Regions from separate parts of the Mus musculus genome. Here regions 1 and 3 are each linked to region 2. A link is a contact called in public HiChIP or PLAC-seq data. All regions are on one chromosome and are shown on one strand. The core of a region is the stretch at or near the end of the contact, and the rest is flanking DNA. Distances in the headings are between cores, read along the strand shown. Region 1 has its middle 79 kb from the start of Gm13491. Region 2 holds the start of Rnd3 (Rho family GTPase 3). Region 3 has its middle 22 kb from the start of Tas2r134.

Region 1 (3,182 bases), core at 58-2,557, 380 kb after region 2:
TGCCATAAACCCTTCTGCCCAAATTCTGCTGGCCTCTATGGACAGAACTCCTCCCTCCCGGGCAGAAGCCCTTCTGGAATGAGGGTCTTGTGGTCTATTGTTATAAAATAAGGTAAGTCTTCGACTTTCTTTTTAGCCTGTTCCCAAATACAGAGGTTAGCATAGTCAGAGCAGTCTATCTTGGCTTTATAGTCTATCAGTCTATCAGCTTTATGGCTGATTTTGCAGGAGAGTTGATACCAAGCAAGGACATGATATGCAATGCATCAGTCTTTAGCACTAGATTTTCGCATAAACAGAAGACTTGATGGCCAAGTGGCATAGGCCTGGAGCTGGGAACGCATAGATCTTCTTGTCCAGCCAGCTGGTTTGGGGATTTATAGAAAGGGAGGGTTTATTTGTTACTTGGATGGTATGGGGTGCTTTATCATTCTTTACACTTGCCTAAATGCTCTTCATGTCTCCCAATAAATCCCTGAAACCTCATGTTTGCATTCAGGGTCTTCTACCTTATGGCGGCCGTTTGGACGTCACTTTCTAGAACTATCAGGGGTGCAGGAGAATCAATTTTCATCCTCTGCTGCTCTTGCCGCCCCAACTCTTCCACTATCAAGACTGCAATTCTCCCAGACCATCTTCTTCTGCAACCATCAAAGTAATGACTGCTCTCCAGCCAAGTCACTTCTGTCACACTGTTCCAAACTGTTATGCCCAGGACCTCACCTTAGGAGCTCATGTTGTGCTTCTGCTATAACTACCCTGTCACTAACTTAGGCCACTGAGGATGCAGTGGCTGGTATGGACAGGAGAACAGTCTGGCTGTTTAACAGCTCTTAGCTCATAGCATCCAGGGACCCAGAGACGAGGCCAGTAGCTGCCAATCAAATATCCAAATCTCACTATCTCCAACATTTTGAGCAAACATTAGAATGAGAGCTTAAGAGGGGACTTGTACAGTCAGCAATGATCTTGGCAATGTTTAACAGTGCTTTGAACAATGCTCAGCTCCTGCCAGGGTCCCGGGAAGAGGTAGGTGCTAGGTGCCCACATTGGCTATCGTATTTTGGAATATTGTTGCCTGAGTCCTAATAAAAATGAACTGATAGAATTTGGCTAAAAAAAAAAAAAGCAGAAAGGCAAGTGTTCATTCAAGATAAATATCAAGAATAAGATGTGAGGTCCTCAACCCCAGATGTTTGCCTCTTCCATCTGCCTCCCGTGTCAGACTGGGAATGGACACAGACAAAGACAACCCTACACTTTATTTCCCTGGGTGTTGTTGGACGAATTGAGCTCTGCCTTCGCAGAGATACGGTTTCCATGGATTCATCTTAAGAGACAAAAGGTCTGCTGCAGGGCATCTGTGAACATTCTTCCTCCTCCTGATTTCCGGACAAAGGAATTTGTATGCACATACTTTCCCCTGAGCATTCTTGCTGGTAATGGAAACCCATAGTATTCTTGTTCAAAGCAGACTTCCCCAAGGCCACACACATATTCAGCCTGACAGCACAGCGTTGCTGCCCACCCTTTTCTCCCACTACCCACAAAGATGTCTTCTCTAAACAAATTACCACTGGAGAAAGAACATACAGTAACAGGGCACCAAAGCCCCACAATGTAAATACTACATACCACAAACAGCTAAGCAAGCCGTTCTGCTTATGTGACTCTGCCCCAAATTAGATCACTTATGAATGGAATACCACAGACATCTTTGAAGTTCCTTGCTGTAGAGAGTTACGCACCGAAGGGGCCTTTTCCTTGTTTACATAGCCTGCTATGGTCTCGCAGAGAGACGGAGAGAATTTGGCTAACCACCCTGGTTTACATTAGGGAGTAGTTGGAGCAGATGAAAGGATTTTGTTCACTGAGTCAGTCATACTGCCTATGTTATGCCACCAGGGCAGACTGTGCAAAGAGTAAATCAAGTTAACCTGATGGAGCCTTGAGTTCTGTGTATGGGGATCATTACACAAGATCATTTCATGCTTCTGGGAAGATTCAACTTGGCAGAGGGCTACATGACCCCTTAGCCTCTTCTCAGCATATGAAGAGCTTCTCGGCATAGAAGGTCTTCATCATGTGTTCTTGCTCACCCTCCTGCAAGCATTTACTAATGTCTCTCTGTTAAGCTGATGACCAGTTTTCTTACATCTAGTATAGGGTGACTCTATAATTTGGAGGATTTTAAAAGAAAAAGGAAATCAACATGACCAACATTCAGTTTGGATAAAACAGAAAAACATGAGAAGTGGGAAAGCCCAAAGAACATTGCACAGGCCAACTGGAGCAGACTAGAGGTGACTTTGTGTTTAGTAACTGTAGAAAAAGCAATGTGACATCCATGCAGGTAGATCCAAACAGATTTTGTACATACGTTAGCTGCTGAGCCAGACAGGCACATTTAAGGGTATAGCCCTGAATTAATATACGTTGTCCTGTGTTTCAGCTAAGAAATTTTGTGGGAAGTATAGAATGCATAGGCACTCTGACTCCATCCTTTAGGCACTGTTAGCAAACGGGGCTCCTGAAGCACACCCTTGCAAGGGCTGTCAGAAATAGTGTCAGCTCACCAGGGTTTCCACTTTCTATGATGTTTTTGTTTTTGTTTGATTGATTGACTCTTTGATTTTTTTTGTTTTGTCCAGGAGAGTAATCCTTTTCCCTCTAGCCACTTCCGAACTGCACTGATTTGTAAATTCATTTTAGCATTCATTATTTGCACATGCACCTGGCAACATGGGCATTTCTGCGCATTTTATTCTGAACTGATTGTTGTATCTTACTCAGTTCGCCCAGTGAGTTTAAATAAAATCTTGGCCCAGTAACACGAATCAAGATTCTATCTTCTTTTCAAACATTATCATTTAACAGATACCCTTTCTTAAAAATAACCCTCCATCGTGGAAGTGTGCACTAGGTGACTCCGTGACACTGTTTGAAAACAAGTCAGTGGTTCTATCCAACAGAGTTAGCTTACAGATTTCTCACACTTAACCATCTTGGGTCCTATGGATTCCAGCTGTCTACTTCCTTTTACAATAACACAGCTGTTCTTACATTTTTTTACCCTGCTTTCCTGTTGTCATCTATATAACTCACCGAATTCAAGCCTGCTTCCTTCAAATCTATTATTTAGAGGGATAGCTCAGCCATTCTTATTGTTCAGGGTATTGACC
Region 2 (3,156 bases), core at 212-2,711:
GGCCGCAGAAGCCGCTCTGCACCGGTGGCACAGAGGCTGCGGGGGCGGAGGCCCCGCGGTGGCCGCTGCCGGCACCACCAGCGCATTCCTGACAGTAGGCGTCACGGGCGCTGGCTCCGGCCATTCACCCATCTCCCTCAGCCTGGAACACCCCACGCAACCCGGAGGCTTTGGGGATCTTCTCCCAGCTCAGCCTGCGCCCCTGCCCCCAAACCAGATGGCTGGTGACACCCATGAGGGGCTTCCTCCGCGAGCGGGAGGGCTTCCACGCTGCTCTGTATGCTCCAGCACTGGGCCACCCTGGCGGCCCGCTCCGGCACGGCTCCAAGGAAGGACAACACAAGGCCATGCGGCCACCAGAGGCTCCTCCAGCAGGGTCACTCCGGACACCTAGCGTCCTCCTGTCCCCAAGACCACAATCACTCCCATTGCTGCCCCTGCCCAGAAAGGATAACATTTTCCGGCGGCTCGGGACCGGGAAGTCCCTCAAGGAGCCACATTAGCAGACAGGGCACCAGATCCCGAGCCCCCGGGCGCACCGGTTCAGACCGCCACGCGGTGTGCCGAGTCTTACCTGAAGTGTCCCACAGGCTCAACTCTATTCTTTGTGTGTCGATTTCAAAACTGGCAGTGTAATTCTCAAACACCGTAGGGACGTAATTCTGGACGAACGAAAGGGACAGAAGAGGAAGGTGGCAAAGAGATTATTAAAAACACGACCCGTAGATCGAACACTTGAAAAACCACCAAGCCCCCAATTAAAAAACCACCACCACCAACAACCTCACACTCCTTACACAGTAAACACGCAGCCCCCTCCCGAGAGCCCACCCAGGTCTCCCCACCCGGCCTCCCACACTGAAACCAGCAAGTTTCTGGGGCCAAGAGCCCAGGGTGCTGGCGGGTCCCAGCCAAGACCCTTCCAGGACACTTTCGCTTCCCGGCCGTGTGGCGGCAGAGACGGCTGGGCATGAGAAAGATTTTCAAGAAAATCAGTGAAGCAGGAGAAAGGCGCAGTCCTCCAGACCGGGGACCCCACCAGCCGCTCCCCTCAAGACGTGCGGGTCACACTCACTTCTGGGAAGCAGTCCTTGGCGAAGACGTGGAGCAGCGCGGTTTTCCCACACTGGCTGTCGCCCACTACTACTATCTTGCATTTCACGTTCTGATTAGGATCCATGATAGATTTACTGGATAATTTCTGGCTGGCTCTTCTCTCCTTCATTGATGTTGCCTTATTTTCTCTTGGAACAGGAATTTTCTCTTTAGAAGAAAAAATATATATATATATATACTTCTCTCTATAAAAAGCAGATATAAAAATAAATCGCAAGGCCGGCGGGAACCCCTTTAAGCACAGCGGAGTGGAGGAGGAGAGGCAGCGGCTCTTTACTCCTCTCCTACAAGTTTTCTGCCTGACTCCGCGCCTCTCTTCCCAAGTCCAATTCCGATCGGTCTGCTTTGTTTCACGCTCTCCGCGCCGCTTTATACGCCCAGCCTTCCAATCCGCTCCGCTTTCTCAATGAGAGAAGGAAACCGATCCGCCTCCTCCCCTTTTATGGAGCCTGGGAGCCAGCACGGCCGCCCCGTTGGCGGAAAGTGTAAGCAGCGCGCCCTCTAGGGTGGCGTGCAGGATGGCTTGCAGACCCAGGTTCTGGCATAACCTGAAGGTGCCAGGCAGGATTTGCAGATGGGTAGGTTGTTCAGGGCCAGGGTGAGGGGAAGCAGATAATCTGTGCACATGGATTTGCATTGGGATTCCTTTCAAATTGCTTTCCAAGGGGCTCGCCTCCAGAAGCCTCGTCATCATTTGTGAAAATAAAAAAAAAAATTCCCAATCAAATTAATAATACAGAAGTAAATCTTGGAAGGGAAAGGCTAAGTTTTTGTGTTCCCAAACCCATAAAATCATTATCTATCTATCTATCTATCTATCTATCTATCTATCTATCTATCTATCTATCTATCTATCTACCTACCTATCATCTATCTTCTATCTATCTATCTATCTATCTATCTATCTATCTATCTATCTATCTATCTATCTATGTATCTATCTATGTATCTATCTATCTATCTACATATATAGTACATAATAACATAGATGATTTATTTCAAACACTAGAACTCGTTTTCCTTGACCTTTGTAGAGGACTGGCTTTTTAAACTGTCAGATTCAGCTATTCCAGAGAAGGTAGGAGGCTTTGGGGAGTGACATGATAATGTGAATAGGTGCAGGGGCGAGAAAAAAGAGAGATGACAAAAACTATCAGAAACTTGGCCGCAACTGCCACTCTCTCTGTGACAGCTCTAGAACCAGGGGTCTAAGCACTCTTTGCTCCCTTCAGCTGTACCCTCCCTCCTTCACCTAAGAATCAAGGAGTTGGACTTAAAAAGCACACATGCTCATTGTGGAAAATTTAGGGACTCCCCTCCTCCACACACGTACTCCAGTCATTCCAAGTCTCCCTTTCAACAAGTCTTAGAAGAGACAGACAAGACTGTGTTTGTTCTCTTGTCTTCTGAGAACAGTGTCTTCATTGCCAGTCACCCCGACAGCCAGGAAGCGTCAGTTATTAAATTTGTAGTGAAGGTGTCTGGGAAGAAAGTTCAGCCTGTGAAGGGCTTGGTCAAGTGCGACTTGAATTTCACCACCAGCACCCATATAAGGAGGCACTCCTGAGACAGACCCAGAGGATCCGTGGGGCTTGCTAGCCAGCCAATCCAGTCAAATTGAGGAACTCAGGATTCAGTGAGAGGCCATGACTCAAAGATAATGTAGATAGAAATTGAGGAAGATAAACAACCTCTGGCTTCCACACATATACTAAACACATACATATAAGTACTTACACATACACACACAACCCTTTAAGGAAAGTATAGTGACTGAATATGTAGTGAATTACTAGAATCATGAAATCACAGGACCTAGAATGCTATCTTACTTCTTTCAGACTCGAGAACCTTGAAGTCGTCCCCTAAAGACAGTCCTGAATCTATCTTTGGGGATAGGTGTGTTTTACACAGGCTGACCATGGAAAGGGCAGAGCTGGCCGAGGTCATATGTCTGCATTTGCCAAAATTTGCTTGGCAGAGCTTTATTCGTTTGCCCCAATATCATCTCTTAAAGTCTTAGGTTGCACTGTCATGTCA
Region 3 (3,136 bases), core at 489-2,988, 500 kb after region 2:
GTCACCTAGAACTCCAGCTCTAGGGAGAATCCAACCTCATCGCCCCTGCCCAGACACCTTCACACACACACACACACACACACACACACACACACACACACACACACACACACACTCACACACACACACACACACTCACACACACACACACACACACACACACACACTCACACACACACTCACACACACACACACACACACACTCACACACACACATTAAACAATAAATGTAAATATTTAAAATGACTCTGGATCACACTAGTTTGCTAAAACAAATACCTAATATTCACTTAAATGTAATTTTTTTTCTTACTTAAAACTCTGGAGAGTAAGCTTTTTAGCTAATAAATTTAAAGCGAGAAGGTCCATTCCTTCTGAAAATGATAAACTGCCATGTCAGAGCTGAGGTAGCACTAAGCAAGCCCACGAGTCACAGATGCACATTCTGCTTGTTTTGTTGGTACAGTAAAGTCTCAGTTAATACTTCAGCTCAGATGCAGAGAGAGGCAGGCTTTACTCAGAGGAGCCGAGAGAGGCTGGAGGTGGTTGGACCTGCTTATACACTCAGCCCTCGGGAGGTAGGGCAGGAGGGCCACAACTTTTCAGCCAACCTGGCAACATGCTGTTGTCATACCTGGGGCAGGGAGAGATAAGAAATAAAGGAAGCCTAGAGGAAAGGAGGGAGGGAGGGAGGGAGGAAAGCCAAGGCAACCTCTCCAAATTACTTCTAGTAAGTCAGGTAGGTTTTGTGGGGTTTTGTTTTGTTTTTGTTTTGGGGGGGGTTGTTTGTTTTGTTTTGTTTTTGGCTTATTTTTGGTCAATATTTTAAAAGACAAATGTGTTGGTCCTTTCTTCTTCACTCCCCCTGCCCCTACTGCCCCCCAAAGTCCTACACAGTCAGTTCGAAGCAACCAGGGTCAAGCATGAAGCTGTATTCATCTGGTTTGTTCATCTGGTTCTCTCTCATTCCCCTTCTATGTGTTGGGATTTTCCTGTAAACCCCCCCACGGCCCCCAACTGCCTGTCACCCCCATGTCTCCGCCCGCATTAAAACCTGCCCTCAGAAGCATCAGATGTCTGGATGAGGAGTCAGTTTCTACTTAAAGAGAACTTGAAAGATCATTTCTTTCTTTCTTTTCTTTTCTTTTCTTTTCTTTTCTTTTCTTTTCTTTTCTTTTCTTTTCTTTTCTTTTCTTTTCTTTTCTTTTTTTTAATGAAGTAATAAATAGAGGAGATCCAAAGGTAGATTTGATTTGGAGTAATTTCTGTTTGAGTTTTGTCTTCTCGAGGAAAGATAAGGCCATAGAAAAGAGCAAAGGCCAAGCAGCTCCTTAGACTCAAGTCTGAGCCTCTCTAAGGCTTCACATCTTCTTGAAAGGAGGCAATAACATGCCCACACAAAGACGGTGTTAATATTAATGAGTGCTTTATAAGAAGAACAAAAGCACAACCTGTGTGTATGAGATGTGACACATAAGCCCTATTATCTGAACAGTCTCTGTTTGTGCGATGCAGAAAGCCTGATCACTCGTTAAGTGTGAAGTGGATACTGTAAGTAATAAGCTGAATTATGTTGAGGGATTAAAGTTGCTACCATGGGGAACAGGGAAGGAAAATGAAGAAAAACAAGTCACAAGTGACATGCCATCAGATAGCAGAAGGTTTGGGCAGGCTGGAACATATGTCATAGTGGGATTCTGATGCCTTGGGGTGGGGTCAGAGCAGACTGGGCTGACCCTGTCCAAGAGCCATTGAAGAGGGATTCTTGCCAGGGACTGACTGCGCAGGGTTAGCACTGCACAGGGCTACAGAGAGGCTAGTGCTGGAGTCTGGACTCTGTCAAAGCCCCACTAACCATCCATCAAAGATGCTCCTGTCTTTGGGATCCTAGAATCCTGACAAGGTGTCTGCTTCTCAACAGGAAACAGAACCTACCTTGGTTATGACTGTGTGAGATTTATTTCTCAGCTCTGGGGAGCCTGCCTAAGCGTTCCCTTCCCCTTTCTGTTTTAGGAAAAGCACAAAGGCTGTGATAGAGCATATAGACCAAGGTCATGGGTGGCAGCTTATCTGGTCACCTGGTGGTCCTTATCATCTCTTTTGCTGTATCACCACTTGTGGCTAGACTCAGCTTTTGTTTCTTATAGTGTCAATTTCTCTCTTTTCAATTACTCATCTGATCTGACATGTTGTTCCCTTTCTCTATTAGAGAACTTATTACTAAACTACTACCTAAGGGGCAAAATCCAGCCATTGTCTATTTTTGCATGGCATGTGGTAGTATACTACTTTATAGTAGTTTTTACATTAGAAAGTGCTTACATCTTTTCTATACAAATAATTGGCAGCAAAGACCCCACTTAGCCTACAAGGCCTGAAGTGATTCCTATGTGTGCCTGATCCTATAGCACAGTGATAGAGTACAAACATATCCAAGTCCCTTGGGTCAGTCTCCAAGTACAGCACTGGAATAGATAATTTGTTCTCTGGCTCTTTGAATGAAGCATCTGCCAAGCCTGGAGCACAGCCTTTAGCAGCTTGGTCCTAGTTAGATACCGTTTACCCAACAAGAGCAAGCTTGTTGCCTCTATCCACACCAGTAAGTTGCTTTCCAGCCACACTTCTCTGTTGGACTCAAAAAGAATAAGGAATTTTCAATTTGTCTATATTTTTGATTAAAGACTGGTGGTGATACTCCATCCGGACCTCTTCCCATGTGAGCAGAACCCAAAACCCTAGATGCCTCACATTTTTAAAGACTGTATTTTTGAATAATGTCACAAGTTGTCCAAGCTATCAGAAATGCTAGAGGTCTTGAGGGTTATCAGTCAAGAGGCTCCGCTGCATGTTAGCACAGAAGAGCCGTGTTTTAGTTAGTCCTATGAGCGAAGAGGTTTCTATGATGTTAGGAACACAATTGCTCAAGGGAGTCAGGGACTGGAGTGTAAAAGTGCATGATGAGCATAAAAATGGAGCCAGAGAAGCTGGAGCATCAACAGAGAGGCTGGGGTGTTCAGTGATGGGACAGAGAAAGAGGAGAAACCAAAGATGGGTCACAGAGTGGGAAAAAATGGAAGGGGTGTACATGTACATGTAGAGGTTCAGCAGCGCCAAAGAGGTTGACACTAAAGCGGGG

What was found. HiChIP or PLAC-seq counts read pairs in DNA pulled down with a chosen protein or histone mark.
Region 1: a contact with region 2 is called in an H3K4me3 HiChIP or PLAC-seq map of craniofacial prominence, with 2.9 times the contacts expected there. The contact joins the enhancer-like site here to the promoter of Rnd3 in region 2. A contact is called at or near these places in 3 of 39 promoter capture datasets (the 3T3-L1 cell line, 3T3-L1-derived adipocytes and frontonasal cranial neural crest), 1 of 15 datasets of contacts at CTCF or cohesin (the NIH/3T3 cell line), 3 of 484 Hi-C or Micro-C datasets (embryonic stem cells, nephron progenitors and palatal mesenchyme) and 8 of 115 datasets of contacts at active chromatin or transcription factors (bone marrow-derived macrophages, craniofacial prominence, embryonic forebrain and 5 more).
Region 3: an H3K4me3 HiChIP or PLAC-seq map of neural tube shows a contact between it and region 2, with 5 times the contacts expected there. The contact joins the enhancer-like site here to the promoter of Rnd3 in region 2. A contact is called at or near these places in 6 of 39 promoter capture datasets (the 3T3-L1 cell line, 3T3-L1-derived adipocytes, the C10 cell line and 3 more) and 7 of 115 datasets of contacts at active chromatin or transcription factors (bone marrow-derived macrophages, embryonic forebrain, embryonic hindbrain and 4 more).

Annotation. Positions count from the first base shown.
Region 1 is chr2:51,529,879-51,533,060 of GRCm38.p6, forward strand. No RefSeq gene overlaps it. Among named protein-coding and RNA genes, the nearest start is that of Gm13491, 79 kb to the right of the region's middle. Within about 2 kb of position 1,308, at least 19 of the 459 cell types and tissues checked have an H3K27ac peak or open chromatin away from gene starts, as enhancers often do. A contact at or near this core is called in craniofacial prominence, where this site is marked.
Region 2 is chr2:51,147,650-51,150,805 of GRCm38.p6, forward strand. It overlaps Rnd3 (Rho family GTPase 3), which reads right to left and starts at 1,462. Exons shown (of 5, transcript NM_028810.2): 1 at 1,076-1,462; 2 at 575-662. The coding sequence starts at 1,225.
Region 3 is chr2:51,648,318-51,651,453 of GRCm38.p6, forward strand. No RefSeq gene overlaps it. Among named protein-coding and RNA genes, the nearest start is that of Tas2r134, 22 kb to the left of the region's middle. Within about 2 kb of position 1,739, at least 4 of the 459 cell types and tissues checked have an H3K27ac peak or open chromatin away from gene starts, as enhancers often do. A contact at or near this core is called in neural tube, where this site is marked.